Linked DNA regions of Mus musculus: all the other regions are linked to region 4. A link is a contact called in public Hi-C, HiChIP or PLAC-seq and promoter capture Hi-C data. All regions are on one chromosome and are shown on one strand. The core of a region is the stretch at or near the end of the contact, and the rest is flanking DNA. Distances in the headings are between cores, read along the strand shown. Region 1 overlaps Cacng2 (calcium channel, voltage-dependent, gamma subunit 2). Region 2 holds the start of C030006K11Rik (RIKEN cDNA C030006K11 gene). Region 3 holds the start of Mfsd3 (major facilitator superfamily domain containing 3). Region 4 has its middle 8.4 kb from the start of Gm41353. Region 5 has its middle 23 kb from the start of Txn2.

Region 1 (2,700 bases), core at 177-2,676, 710 kb after region 4:
AATCACTAAGTGGCTGCTTTTGCTCCCAGTTTCCAGGAGACGAAAATCAAGGTCAGAAGCTGTGCAGACAGTGTACAGAGCAGCTCTGGCGTCTGGGCTTTGTGCTAGGATGCAGATGCCAGTTTGCCTGGCACATGGGTCTTTTTTTTCCTTCCTTCCTCCCTTCCTCCCTTCCTCCCTTCCTCCCTCCCTCCCTCCCTCCCTCCCTCCCTCCCTCCCTCCCTCCCTCCCTCCCTCCCTCCCTCCCTTCCTTCCTTCCTTCCTTTCTTCCTCCTTCCTTCCTCCTTCCTTATGTTCCTTTCCAGGACCTTGCTCAAGCACCATGTGCCCATAGCGATCAAAGCAAGACCCTTTCTGTTCTCCTGGAGTTTGCAGTGGTGTGTGTGTGTGTGTGTGTGTGTGTGTGTGTGTGTGTGTGTGTATGTACCACAGCATGTTCTCATTGGAATGCCACGTGGGGGAGGGGGCAGGGAGCAGCAGGGATAGGAGAGAAGGGCCCTGCAGGTTGATGCAGGCAGCCTGAGTTCTAACTTGGTGGAGTTAGAGAGTGTGGCTCTGGCAGTCTCCCATTCACACCAGCAGATACCTGACTCCCTGGAAGAGGAAGCACATTCATCCCGCTCTGAACAATGGCATGAAGCTCGGGCCCTGGAAATCTCAAGTACGGTCTAGGCATACTACTGTGTCCCAGTGGGCACAGGTATGGGCCTGTCCACAGACCTCCAGGGCAACATTAAGGCCACCACGCAAGAGCTCCCTACCACTGCAGATTCAATAAAGCATCCAGGGTGGACTGGGTGGGTGTGGTCCCTAGACCACCCCCATGTCACAGAGGGGCTGGTGTGCTGAGAAGGGCTTTGCTTTGGGTGTAAGGAAGATCTGGGCTCAAATGCCAGCTGATTCCAACTGCCAGATCTCAGGAGCAGATGGGATACCCTGTTTGTCCATGTACCTCCCCAGCTGTCCCCCAGAGGAGGCCCCTAGCTCAGCTCGCCTTGCCATAGACTGCCTGAGTGAGCAGCCCCCAGAGGAGCCTGACTCACTCACTTCGGCTCCCTGCCAGTGGAACTGCAGGACGACAGTGGCCCAGTGGCCTGGTACCTCCCCTCTTGGTCTGAATGCCCAGCCTCCTCTGGGAACAGGCAGGGACACTCCCATCATGCCCCTGCTCTTGATCTCCCCGCTGCACAGGCTTCAGCCTCCCAGGTTAACCTCACCTCTATCTGGACCCAGACGCAGTTAGCTTTCCTGCACAGAGTTGCGTGTTTCTGTGTCATTGTCCCTCACCAGGCTGTGAGCTCCTGCGGGTCAGGGATCTCCTGAGTCATCTCCTATTCCCAGTGCTCGTGGCAGGGATTGGCACGACGCAGTGGCTACTTGGCAAATACTTGGTGAAGTCCCTTCCAAATCAAACAGGAAGTTCCCACCGCACCCTGGCCTGCAGGCCATCTCTGGTGGTGCCCTGTGACCAGGCTTCTATGGGTAGCACATCTGAGAGAGGTGCGGCACGCAGTGACATCTGTCACACTTCCGAGCCATGCTTCCCACTGCTGGGTTCCTTCCAGCCCATTCTCACTTTCTGTCTTGGAAAATCACAAGGAAACTCCATGCTGCTCTCAGAACTCTTGCCAGTGTGATTTGGGTGGAATTGAGTACATGGAGCTGAGTCCCTACACGAGCAGAGATGTTGCTACTTTCAGCTCAGTGGCCTCCTTTCTCTGCCAGCCTGGGTCCCTCTCTGGCTAGGTGAGAGAGGACAGTGTGTGTGTGTGTGTGTGTGTGTGTGTGTGTGTGTGTGTGTGTATGTGTGTGTGTGTATGTGTGTGTGTGTATATGTGTGTGTGTGTGTATGTGTGTGTGTATGTATGTGTGTGTGTGTGTATGTGTGTGTGTGTGTGTGTATGTGTGTGTGTGTGTGTGTGTGTGTGTGTGTGTGTGAATGTGCATGTGAATGTGCGTGTGAGAGGGCAGGTAGCTACAGCATCCAGAAGAGGGCCAGTTGGGCCTTCTGGAGCTGGAGATATAGGTGGTTATGAACCACTCCATATGGATGCTGAGAATCGGTTTTGGGTCCTCTGAGGGAACAGTATAAGCTCTTAATTGCTGTTAAGTCCGACTTCTTAGGAAGTTGAGTAAAGTGACTCGCTTTCTCTGGCTTCAGTTTCCCCATCTGGGAAACACAAAAGCAATGTTGAACCCAGGATCATCAGGGGGATCGAATGGGATGGACTCTGGGTGCCTGGCGCAGAGCATGGTGCTTGCTGAGCCTCTGATAAAGAAACATGGTGACTGCTGCCTTTGATGCTTGTGGGTGTGTGTGCTCATGCTTGGATGTGTGCTCCAGGCATATGAGCTATACGTTCCTATACTGCTGTCCTCGTTACTGTGAAGTGACCTCCCTAATGCTTGAAAGAGGGCAGAAGTCAGGTCTTCTCTGGTCCTCCATCAGGGCCAGGAAATGGCACGGGCCAGGGATAGACGTCCATGTGGTTCTGGAGGCTTTATTGATGTAGCTCTCCTATCTCTTCTTCAGGCTAACACCGGGTTCTCAGGGCAGATTTGAGGTGGAGGCCTATTACCCATTCTTCTGCCAAAGAGGGGGAGGGGTGGAACCAGCTGCCCAGCTCTGCCCCATCTGATCAGAGTGCTTGGGAACACATCAGCCATCCTTGGGTATGCTATCTTGCCTGTGACTGGGGC
Region 2 (2,823 bases), core at 319-2,818, 640 kb before region 4:
GGGACGCAAAGCCGGTGTAAGGGTTAGAGGTGGCCGAGAGAGGACCTCTGTAGGGACAGAGGATAGCAGGGCAGCACCAGAACCTTGGACAGCGCCAACCACCCTGGGCTCACCTCTGCGCGCACGCGCTCTCAGTCACCAGCGTGCAGGTGACAGCGGACATCTAAGTTAATCTAGAGTGTTGGAGCAGAGGGGTAACCTGCGAGTACTACAAAACCCAGAGTTTGCTCTAACCCTCCCCACACAGCCCCAGCTGGAGTCTCAGGGCGGCGGGGCAGCGGGCAGCAGCGGGGCCAGATCCATAGTTAGGGCGATGCGGCGACCTTGCCAGTGTACGTGAGAGGGGACCGTAGGGGAGCTAGGCCCATACTCGAAGCAAGCGCTGAGCTCGAAGGCCAGGGCCGAGCGCACTAGACCCACACCGCCTGCGCGCTCCGGGGCCGGGTGGTACAGGCGCCCATTGGCCGCCAGGGGTAGCAAGCGAGCCGGCTCGAAGGGTATCGCCAGCGCCTCGCCACCGCCACAGTAGGAGAGACGAGGTGACTCGCTGTCGGAAGCCAGGAGGTGCGTGAAGACCACTGGCCGGTCTTCACAGCGCAGGAAGTTACGCTCTCTGCCGCAAAGCGAGAGGAAGGGGAAGGAAGCCTCGTAGCGCCCGCTGTGGTTGGGTCTCAGACGGGAGAAGAAAGTGACCAGGAACTGCAGGTCTGTGGGAACAAAAGGCACGATCATGCTCGGTGACCCAGCTTCCCCGACACGCTCCTTTTCCTGGGAATACCAGCACTGGCACGAGACAGCGGCCCCCCCTCGTGGATGGTGCCTTCCCTCAGAGTCGGGGAGCCGAGGCCCTGAAGGGTAGAGAGAGACACGAGGGAGCAGTGCAGTAAGCAATACCTTTGAAGCAGGTGATAAAGTTCTTCATTTTGGAGTCATCTAGGAAAAGCTGCAGAAGGGACACAGTGGACAGTAAGTCCTGGCAAGAAAGCCGGTGGTGTTCGCTGTCCTTGCTTTTCTGTCTAATGTGTTCAGGGGGGCATGTGGAAGGGCCCTGCGGACTCTCCCCACATCTACAGACAGGTTTCCAGGGTTGCAGCCCTCACCCCTTTTTCTACAGCAGGTTTGACAGCCGCTTGTCCCTAGCAATCGCGAGCAAGCACTCGGCTCTGGGACTGCTGCTAGGACAGGCTAGTGTGCGCGGGATTACGATGCGGTGAAAGCGGAAGGCCCCGGAATTAACTCTTCCAGCCTGGGCTTTGAAAGGTTCAAAGCCACGCGTAGCACCTATCCCAGGTCTCGCCTCTAGAACTACTCCCCACCCGGTGCCGATGGATTCCGCAGTCCCCTCAGGTCTCCTCCCTCTGTCACACGCCAGGCACACCTGGCCTTGGTGATCCACATAGTAGAAATACTCGCGGGTTCTGGGCTCCGGGCTTTGACCCTGTGTGTAGGAGACACGCTCGACCCCACTGCAGGTCCGAGCTCTCTGCGACCTCGCCAAGACTAGAGCCAAGTTACGCACTGCCCCACTAGGCGGCCACATTCTTCCACACCGGAAGCGGATCACACAGTGTTGTGCCTGGGGCTTTGGGTTCCGCCGGCAACACGTGCTCGGAGGGGCGGAGCTGTCTATCCCGCCCCCGGAAGTAGCTGCCAGACGTGGACTCCCCCGCCCCCTTGTCAGAAGTAACCTGAAAGAAACACAATCAGCGAGTGTGCACTTGAACTTTATTCACACGGAGCACTGTCCCCTCGAGCCACACGTACGAGGGAGCGCCTGCGGCCGAGAGGCCCTGGAGAGAGAGGCCAGGACCTCCGCATGACGGGACTTTTGTTTTTAATAAATAAAAACTCTAAAAATATATATATATAAACAGGAGAAATGAAGTTTGACAACTGTTGGAACTCAGATTCCAGAATGGAAAACGCAAACGAGTCCAGGCAGGTCTCATCCACGCGCCGCCCGTGTGTGGAGTTTGGTCAGAGGCCGCGAGGTCAAAGGAGGGTGGTGCTAACTTGCTCAGCGCGAGGACCGCAATGGCAGTTCAAGAGCTAAATAGCATCTGGTTAAAACTATGTCCTTAGCAAACTTAGTTCTGTCGTTCTATTTATATCTTTATACACAAGTAGGCTGGGTATCGGATAGATTCTGTAGTCAAAAAACAAAAAACCTCTCGCCCTCCCTCACCCGCCCCAAGAAAGCCTGCCTAGCCCTGGCCCTAACCCAGAGGGCTTTGGTTTGGGGCCTCCCCTTGCACAAAGACCTATTAGGCATCGAGCCGACGGAGCCAAGTCCTAGTAGTGGCCAGCACAGCTCTCCAGAACGCCTCTAACTCTCCTTCTGGCCCCAGCCAGAGGCCCCTAGACTAGGGTGGGAGGGATCAGGGCGAGAGTGCCTTGGTGGAGGATTGCCCTGAAGAGGGGACAAGGTCCTGTTGCCCTGAGCAACGCGGTATGTGCTTCAGCCGACCAGGAGGGCAGTGTCGCTCGGCTCCGGGAAACAGAAGGCACTTCTCGGGGCTGGCTTGCGACTGGCAGGGCGAGCCGGTACCTGCAGGAACTGGCCGCGAGATATGGCGCGGCTGCTTGGCCCCGGGAGGGCCTAGGGCGGGGCCGGCGTCTGGCGGGGCCTGGCATGCTGCCTCGCGCTGGGGCCTTCCCTCCCACCTTCCCGGGTGTCACCCTAGCAGGCGTCCATAGCCCGCGTGCTATAGCACGCCCTCCATGAAGCTGGTATCTAAATGCTGAATGAGCACTCGAAGGAAGGACATCTCCTTTCGTGTATTCTCGAAGATGACGCGAGGATCATCCGACTGGCAGCGCAGG
Region 3 (2,700 bases), core at 109-2,608, 670 kb before region 4:
TGTGTGCTAATGGAAAGATACATCCTGGACTGGGAGGCTCAGGATGAGCCCCTGTGCACAGTAGACACTGCTGGGGTTCAACTTGTTTGGTCTGCAGTGTTCCTCTGCGGTAGGCAAAGCCGTCCTCCATCCCCTAAGTTTTGTGGTACTGGGGATTGGACTCAGGACCACTGAACTATATCCTGCCTGCCACCCCTTTAAACAGCTAAGGTATCCAGGGCAACCTAAACTCATTCTTCTCTTGCCTCAGCCTGAAGAGCAAAATTATAGGGGTTTACAATCATGCCCCAAAAGTAGAACCCATTTTATAGATGTGAACACTTAGATCCTGAGACTATCTGGAAGTGGCAGGATAGCCCCTCCGTGGAAGCAAGGCAGTGCCAGGGTGCTAGGACTTGGACACTGTGTCCAAACACAAAAGAAGTTCCACCCAGTTATCTACTATAATTGAGTCAGTTAACCCAAGGCCTCATTTAACAGTCTCATTGTGGACTTGGGAGGGCACAACTCTGAGAAGGGGGAGAGACTGGGCATGAGCCTTCCCTGCAGAGCCAGAATCACGTGGTCTGGACTAACTACCCTCACTGAATACTGAAAAGGAAGTGGGTATCACGGGCAATAGCTGACTAGGTCCTGCCCTTCCCCACAAAACTCCTGCTTCTGTGGTCACTGACCTGGGGGCAGCTCTGAAGCCACAGTCTCAGCAAGGAATGGGGAGCAGTGCTAAATGCATTGTGGGGCAAAGTATTGGCTCTGTGAGCTAAGTATTAGAAATGCTTCGGGAGCTGGGCGTGGTGAGCCCGCCAGTGGTGGCGCACCCGTTTAATCCCAGCACTTGGGAGACAGAGGCAGGAAGATACTGAGTTTGAGGTCAGCCTGGTCTACAAAGTAAGTTCTATAAAGAAAACCTATCCACACACACATAAAACCAAACAAACAAACAAACAAACAAACAAAAAACCGCTAAAGTGAAAATGCTTCTTCTGGAACGGATCTGGTATCCATTCAGCAGACAGGAAGATACCTTTGAGACCAGCCTGTTACCTCAGCTTCCTTCCTAGCCACTCACATCTACCCGCTGGCATTGTGAGCAGCAGGCTGTCGTGTCCAGGTTTGGCACGAGGGGCGCCAGAGCAGATGATTTGGGTCTGTGTAGGTATCAGTAACCTGCTTAACATTTGGGTTTTAGGCCAATTGAGGACTAGTAGGGGGTTGGCTCCACCCCCAGCCCGGGTTGCCCCGCCTCTCCCTCACCCTGACCCCTGCGCAAAGCATGCCGGTAGTTATGGGCTGTGCAAGACTGCGGTCCCACCATGCGATAGGACCGGTCTATCGCTCCGCATTTTTCTCCCAGCTTCGGTACTTCCGGGATTTCTGGTCCCAGTGTGCGTGTCGGGATTACAGCCTGACTGTCCCCGGCCCTATGTAGGAGGACCAGACCCTGACTGTTCATCCTGAGCCGTCCGATCCCACCACGAACGGGCCATGCATGGGAAGTTGCTGCCGCTGGCCGGCCTCTATCTTGTGCAGGGTCTGCCCTATGGACTGCAGTCCAGTTTGCTTCCCATTTTACTGCGGGCCCGTGGCCTCTCCCTAACGCGCGTGGGTCTAACCAAGGGATTGTATGCTCCATGGCTGTTAAAGCTGGCGTGGGCACCGCTGGTGGACAGGCGGGGCACCCCGCGGGTCTGGTTAACACTCAGCACACTGTCCCTGGGCTTGGTGTGTGGACTGCTGGCTGTGTTGCCTCCTCCGCAAGCTGGCCAAACAGGGCTACCTACCACCGTGATGGGGCTGCTACTGCTGCTGAATCTGGGTGCAGCGGTGCAGGATGTGGCTCTGGACACACTCGCTGTGCAACTCCTAGAGCCAAAGGAGTTGGGACCTGGGAACACTGTACAGGTGGTCGCTTACAAGCTGGGATCAGCACTGGCTGGGGGTGGACTGTTGGTCCTCTTCCCCACTCTCTCTTGGCCACTGCTCTTTTTGCTCCTAGCTGCCACCTACTGGCTGGCTGCTGCCTTAGCCTGGGCTGCACCAGCCTTGGGAAGGCTGCCATGGCCTCAGGCCTCAGAGCATACACCCCACAGCTCCTATCTTCTACAAGATTTGCTGGCTGTGCCTGGGACCCTCTGGACAGCGGGCTTTGTGCTCACCTACAAGCTGGGTGAGTGAGGCCTGCAGTTAGTTACCATCGAGCTTAGAGCCCAAACTCTATGTTGGTCCCTAGGGCCCTGAAACCCACTCAGGGGACTGCCCTATGCTGGAATACCAGCCCAGAGCTCTGTAGCTCAGTTTTGTTTCACCTCTTAACTTCCCTCAGCTCCAGCCAATGCCCAGCCCTTTCTCTTCTAACATCTGGGGCCCATGAAAATGAAGGGGACCAGGGGCCTGACTGGTTGGAGTACTGAGGCTCCTGGAAGAAAGACTGGGGCCATCCTTGCTTACGGTCTCCTGTAGGTGAGCAGGGTGCTGGCAGCCTGTTTCCACTTCTCCTGCTGGACCATGGTGCTTCTGCCTCAGACTTGGGGCTATGGAGTGGCTTGGGTGCTGTGACCTGCTCCATTGCTGGCTCCTCCTTGGGTGGGGCTCTACTGGCCAGGCACTGGTAAGCACTCCCCAACCCTAGCCTGACCCTCAATTCCACCGGTGTCCCAGGTGATCTTACCATAGCATCTCTCAATTCCCACCCCAGGCAGC
Region 4 (2,703 bases), core at 61-2,560:
AGCTCAGATTGACCAGTGTTAGGAAACTTCATCTGGGACTGTCTGTAATCCCACTACTGTGGAGGTTGAAGCAGGAGGATTATGAACTCAAGACTAGTCTGGGCTACAGAATGAGTTCAAGACCAGCTTGGGCAATTTAGTCCGTCTTAAAATAGAGATGGGCATGGGCATGGGGAATGGTGGGGGGGAGAGAGAGAGAGAGAGAGGGAGGGAGGGAGAGAGAGAGAGAGAGAGAGAGAGAGAGAGAGAGAGAGAGAGAAAGACTGAAGACAGTTTAGTGAATTCCTGTCTCCAGCCCAGTGCAGAAACCCTTTGGTGTTTGATCCTGCCGCAGACACTGGCCTTGGAGCTTGGGGAGGCTCTCCCTGTGTCTCCCGGTAGCAGTATCGTTGGCTCCAAGAAGCCATGTGGTAACCAGTTTAAACATTCGGCCAGCTCCTCCTCCACCCGCCTTCTGCCAGATGCTAATGGAAAACTGAACCAGGCATCTAGGGGTGGGGGTGGGGTGGAAGCCGGGAGGAATTGGGAAGAACGAGCCAAGAAGCTTGAAGTCCTTGACACAGAAGAGGAAGGCTTTGACTGATGTGTGAGAGCGTTAGGAGGAGGCCACAGCTCCAGAGCTCAGACGCCTTGCCTGGACAGTGAATGCAGCCACCCAGCTGGCCCAGAGGCGGGCAGTTCCCGTCCTGTGGGAGGACGTGACAAAGTCAGTACCAGAGGGAGCAATGTCGGATTTCTCAACTAGTACACTGGAATGAGGAGGAAGCCCTCCGAAAGGCTCAGGTTTATGCCTGCCTGCTCAACTCATCTTTCTAATACGTCTACTGCGTCTCCTAGCCATGGGCCATGGCTCTAAGACCCCTTACGGGTAACCGAATCTCTCCCTAGCAAACAAGAAAACCAACAAGGAAATCCTCAGAGGGAGAAGGCTGTGGAGCGAAGGCCCGGAGGGAGGCTCAGCCCTGCCGCGCAGATTCCTGGTCCCTCTGGGGACCGGCTTCATCCAAAGCATCTTTTAAAAAGTGTGTGGGCGCCCTCGTGTGGACGTTCTGTTAATACTACAAGCTTGCTTTCTAGCTCTTTTTTTGTTTTTGTTTTTGTTTTTGTTTTTGTTTTTTTGTTTTTTTTTTGAGACAGGGCTTTTCTGTGTGGCGCTGGCTGTCCTGGAACTCAACTCGAGACCAGGCTGGCCTCGAACTCAGAAATTCCCCTGCCTCTGCCTCCCTCAGCCTCCCAAGTGCTGGGATCAAAGGCGTGCGCCACCACCGCCCGGCCTCTAGTTCATTTTATTCCAGCTCAAAACTGTGATTTCCAAGCTTGGTAAGCAGAACCTTTCCGGGGGGTGGGGCCTAGCTGGCAGAGGCAAGTCACCTGGGTGGACCTTTGGAGGCAGAAGTGCCATTGGCACTAGGCAAGTGTGTGGTGCACAGATATATATCTAGGCAAAACACCCATGCATATAAAATGAAATTAAGTAGAAAAGCCAGGCATGATGATGCATGCCTACAATCCTGCACTCAGGAGGCAGAGGCAGAAGCAGAGGCAGGCAGAGCTCTGTGGGTTCGAGGCCAGCCTGGTCTACATAGTGCGTTCCAGGACAGCCAGGGGTGTTAGACAGAAACCCTGTCTCAAACCAAACCAAACCAAACCAACCAACCAACCAACCAAACAAACAAAAAACAAAAAAAAGAAGAAATTAAAAATTTTTTCAATAGGGAGGGATATCTGAGGGAATTTGTTGAATTCCACCCAAATCTGAACAAAAAAAAAATCTAAGGGCTCTTTGGATGTGTAGCCTTTGCTAGAGGAAATACTACTCAAGGAACATATGGGCCTAGGCTCTTTTCGTGCAGCCAGACGACTAAGACTGGAAAGGAAACCAGTGCTCCTCCCACTAACCAGGAGGAAAAAAAATGCAGACTAGAAAGGCCAGAGACGCCAGAGAAGCACTGTTGGAGCGCCCCCGTGTGGACACGACGTGCGTGAGCGGCATCCAAGGTTGATCAACAAGGGAAGGGCATACTGTGGTTGTGGCTGGCCTCAGCTGACAGTGTTTGCTCCGGCAGCCGTGGCTCTGACTGCTGAGAACGGGCCCTGCAGCTGGCAACCAAAGGCAGGCCATCTCCCCGTGACTCCAAAAGCCACACAGACTTTGTATGAATTGGAAAGGGAATGGGGAGAAAATGAGATGGAGCAAGAACGAGGAAGAAAAACGGCAAGAGGAAGAAGCAGGCAAAGAAGAAACGAAGGGGGTGGGGGTTGGGAAGAGGAGAAAATGCCTTGAGGGAGTTGGTTCCTAGGGACTTCTGCCACTTCTGTTCTTGCCTGGGCAAAGAATAAATGAATAAGCAGGAACCCCGCTGAATAGGATGAGGGCAGGTCCACTTAAGGGTCAGGAATCAGATAGCAGGGATCAGGGATCAGGACCGGAGAAGGACTATGAAGGGAGCTTGGACAAGGATGCTTGTGGTCTGTCTATCTTGGTCCCGCTACAGCTGACCTTTGCCCACACCTGAGCACAGGCCCTCCAAGCAAAGTCAATCCTCTGCTTAGCGACAGGTAAAGAACGCACCTGTGTTCACTCCAGCCAGACGTGCGTGAACACCACCCTCTGTCCCAGCGGGGCCTGAGGTGACAGAATCTGAAAGAAATGCCTGGGTGGAGGGGCAGCGACTGTACAGGAAGAACAGGAAGGACTTGCTG
Region 5 (2,790 bases), core at 163-2,662, 540 kb after region 4:
TTGGAGAGATAACTCAGTGGTTTAGGACTTTGAAGCCTTCATATGACTCCTCAGGATCCATATGATGGAAAGTTGTCACACACAATAAAAAAAAAATCCATACAGTTTAAAACAGTGCAGCAGAGGGGCCTGGGCCTGGCATGCCAAAGATGGCAGGCATGCCCTGGGAAGAGCATGGCTTTTCTCCTGCAGGTCCTGGGGCCGTGGGAGTACATCAATGGCACAAGACTCAGGGGAGTCAGATTCCTAGCTTTCAGAATCCCTCAGATTCTGGGTGCCCTGGGACCAGGTGGGCAGTGAGAAGCAAGGCTGTCATACCCAGAGGTCTAGAGGCAGCTGAGAGGGAGTGTGCTGATGTGCCAGCATCTGTATGTAGCAGGTGTGCCCCACGGAGGCACAGCCAGGTTCCAGGCGCTCTTCCCTCCTTGCCATGGATGGAGAGGGACGAGGTGCCCGATGGTTTGCTCTCTCAGCAGGTGTGATGGCTTGTAGACACAGGAGGTGCACATAGCAAGCCTGAAGGTCATCAGCAAGCTTGCCGGTGTGCACTGTGTTCTGGGCTTCCTCTTCCTCCTCTTTACTCTCCTGTGTGTGTTGGGGGAGGGGAGAAGAGGCCCGCGCGGGGGTGGGGGGTAGGCGGAGGAGCCGGAGAACCAGAGACAAGCTACCTGTATCTCCAGTACTTAGGAGGTGGAAACAATCAGCGATTCAGAACTCCTACATAGTATATCCAAGGCTGGGCTGCAGATACTGAGCCCCTTTCTCAAACCAACAAAAAAGAAACGCTACATCACAAACGGACCTATCTCCATCTCCTGTCCCAAGGTTTCCAGTTTGAGACTTCTTTTCTTAAAAGGAGAGATTACTAATAAGAGCTGTACTTAACCTAGCCTTATTAGTCTTTCTCCTCGACCTTATTTAGGAGCGGTTGAGATATGAGAAATAATGGAGCCCGGGTCTGGAGAGATGGCTCAGCGATTAAGAGCACTGGCTGCTCTTGCAGAGGACCCGAGTTCAGTTCCCAGCATCCATATGATGATGGCTCACAACTGTTAAAACAGCCATCCATACAAATACGAAATAAAGAGGCGAGTTCAACGCCACTGGCAGAAGTTCTGCAGGTCAGCCATACAGAATGCTCTTTGCACCGGCCCCAGGCTCTCAGGTAACCCCCAGCATCTACTAAGCCCACTCTGGCCCACTGCTAGTTCTGGTTTTCAGGTCCTGTACCGGGGACATGCTGGCAGATGCCCAGCGTGCTTCCCCAGGCTCTTACAGTCCTTAGTGAGACAGGATTTTGCTGCACTTCCCAGCAAGTTGTGGTGGAGGCGGGGCCTTGGGAAGGAGCGCGGTCGGGCCGCTCGCCTTATTTGGGCAGGCGCTGCGCTAAAGGGCAGGGCATCCCACCCTGCTGGTTCCGCCCCCATGCCGAGCCCACCCCTGGGGCTCAATCTGCACAGAAATCCGGTGCCTGTCTTCTTCAGGCTAGGCTAAGTAAGGTGCTGGCTGGCTTTTCGATTTAACCTTCATTTCGCAGCAGCCGAGGAGCTCACTAGGTAGCTAGGGCAGGAGAGAGCTAATCTCCACAGTCAGAGAGAACTGTCCCTAACCCAGTCTGCCGTATACCGGGACAGACTTTCTCTAAGGGCGCAAAGAAGTCTCTAACCTTAGATTGAGCCCAGGACCTTGCTCCATCCGAAGTGTGTGGTTAATTTAATCCTTTTCGGCGCGCCAATCACAAGGGAAGTTCACCCCGAGACTACCTACTGGTCACTTTATTGCCATCTCCATTCAAACCTTCCCCTGCTTCGTAACAATCCAGATCTCTGTTTGATTCGACTCTCTGCTGCCTCAACTCTTAAGTCCTTCACATCCTTCACATCTCTTAGCTCAGGATACAGGCCTAAGCGTCTTTTTTTTTTTTTTTTTTTTTTTAGCTCTGGCTGTCCTAGAGCTCTACAGACCAGGCTGGCTTCGAACTCAGAGATTATAGGCGTAGACCATCACTCTCCCTGGCTCTGGCTCTTTTTGTTTTCCTTTTGAGACAGGGTCTCACTATGTAGCTCTGGCTGTCCTGTGTAGACCAGGCTTGTCTGGAACTCCTAAGAGACCTACATGTCTCTACTTCCAGAGTGCTAGACTGGAGGCACGTGCCAACATGCTACAGACCCTTGAAACTTGCCGCTTCTGGTTGCACGTGATGTTCCCTGTTTCCAGTCTGTGTACTGCTGCCCTCCCCACAGGCTGCTATTCTCTTGCACGCAGCCTTGCTCACTCATCCCTCAGTATCCTCTTCCTGACTTTTCTACCCACCAGCTCACCTTTCTGATCAAGCATTTGCGTTGTAGACATACTATGTGTCTTCCCCGGGGCCGGTTAGCCCCTGCTTGGCAAGCTGGTGGTCCGTTGGAATTTTTTGAGAAGTTCTTCTTGACTCAGTCACTGAGCTGACCCAACCCCACACCTCAACCCTGGCTGAGCCTGGGCCTGCTCTGTCTGATGTTAAGTAGGAGTTGGTGTCCGAGGGCCTCCTGCCCGGAAGGTCGTGACCAGTCATCTGGGGCGGCCGAGTGCTGGGAAATGCAGCCTCTAGAGAGGAGCTGGGAGGTCAGGCTCCGCTGAGTGGGTAGGGAAGGTCAGCTCACTGCACAGATCCTAGCCTTCCCCAGCTGCTGCCGGCCTGCTACATTCTCCGGGTCAGGCTGGCCTCTGCTTGTCCCTACAGCCCACAGAGGCTTAGGCAGGGAGGGCTACGCCCAGCCCTACAGAGTCCCTACTTCCTTTGCTGAG

Evidence for each region. Promoter capture Hi-C pulls out the DNA fragments that hold promoters and counts their contacts. Hi-C and Micro-C count contacts between places; a contact is called where the count stands out from the background. HiChIP or PLAC-seq counts read pairs in DNA pulled down with a chosen protein or histone mark.
Region 1: an HNF4G HiChIP or PLAC-seq map of pancreatic cancer cells shows a contact between it and region 4. The contact joins two enhancer-like sites. A contact is called at or near these places in 1 of 15 datasets of contacts at CTCF or cohesin (embryonic stem cells) and 1 of 115 datasets of contacts at active chromatin or transcription factors (pancreatic cancer cells).
Region 2: a contact with region 4 is called in a Hi-C map of cerebral cortex, with 4 times the contacts expected there. The contact joins the promoter of C030006K11Rik here to the enhancer-like site in region 4. A contact is called at or near these places in 7 of 39 promoter capture datasets (the 3T3-L1 cell line, 3T3-L1-derived adipocytes, cranial neural crest and 4 more), 1 of 15 datasets of contacts at CTCF or cohesin (the NIH/3T3 cell line), 14 of 484 Hi-C or Micro-C datasets (the Ba/F3 cell line, the G1E-ER4 cell line, the N1E-115 cell line and 8 more), 11 of 115 datasets of contacts at active chromatin or transcription factors (the NIH/3T3 cell line, astrocytes, craniofacial prominence and 8 more) and 2 of 9 other capture datasets (adipose tissue and embryonic stem cells).
Region 3: a promoter capture Hi-C map of cranial neural crest shows a contact between it and region 4. The contact joins the promoter of Mfsd3 here to the enhancer-like site in region 4. A contact is called at or near these places in 5 of 39 promoter capture datasets (cranial neural crest, frontonasal cranial neural crest, hippocampal neurons and 2 more), 4 of 115 datasets of contacts at active chromatin or transcription factors (embryonic forebrain, embryonic hindbrain, embryonic limb bud and 1 more) and 1 of 9 other capture datasets (adipose tissue).
Region 5: a FOXA1 HiChIP or PLAC-seq map of pancreatic cancer cells shows a contact between it and region 4. The contact joins two enhancer-like sites. A contact is called at or near these places in 1 of 484 Hi-C or Micro-C datasets (cortical neurons) and 1 of 115 datasets of contacts at active chromatin or transcription factors (pancreatic cancer cells).

What each region holds. Positions count from the first base shown.
Region 1 is chr15:78,077,930-78,080,629 of GRCm38.p6, forward strand. All of the region lies in intron 1 of Cacng2 (calcium channel, voltage-dependent, gamma subunit 2), which reads right to left. Among named protein-coding and RNA genes, the nearest start is that of A730060N03Rik, 40 kb to the right of the region's middle. Within about 2 kb of position 1,427, at least 32 of the 459 cell types and tissues checked have an H3K27ac peak or open chromatin away from gene starts, as enhancers often do. A contact at or near this core is called in pancreatic cancer cells, where this site is marked.
Region 2 is chr15:76,722,277-76,725,099 of GRCm38.p6, forward strand. C030006K11Rik (RIKEN cDNA C030006K11 gene) reads right to left here and starts at 1,569. Exons shown (of 3, transcript NM_145472.2): 1 at 1,379-1,569; 2 at 895-943; 3 at 1-707. The coding sequence starts at 1,540. The coding sequence ends at 262. Arhgap39 (Rho GTPase activating protein 39) reads right to left here. Exons shown (of 12, transcript NM_001168288.2): 12 at 1,709-2,823. The coding sequence ends at 2,706.
Region 3 is chr15:76,700,184-76,702,883 of GRCm38.p6, forward strand. Mfsd3 (major facilitator superfamily domain containing 3) reads left to right here and starts at 1,359. Exons shown (of 5, transcript NM_027122.3): 1 at 1,359-2,167; 2 at 2,461-2,608; 3 at 2,696-2,700. The coding sequence starts at 1,486.
Region 4 is chr15:77,366,386-77,369,088 of GRCm38.p6, forward strand. No RefSeq gene overlaps it. Among named protein-coding and RNA genes, the nearest start is that of Gm41353, 8.4 kb to the right of the region's middle. Within about 2 kb of position 1,311, at least 195 of the 459 cell types and tissues checked have an H3K27ac peak or open chromatin away from gene starts, as enhancers often do. A contact at or near this core is called in 3T3-L1-derived adipocytes, the N1E-115 cell line, the NIH/3T3 cell line and 14 more, where this site is marked.
Region 5 is chr15:77,904,104-77,906,893 of GRCm38.p6, forward strand. No RefSeq gene overlaps it. Among named protein-coding and RNA genes, the nearest start is that of Txn2, 23 kb to the right of the region's middle. Within about 2 kb of position 1,413, at least 201 of the 459 cell types and tissues checked have an H3K27ac peak or open chromatin away from gene starts, as enhancers often do. A contact at or near this core is called in pancreatic cancer cells, where this site is marked.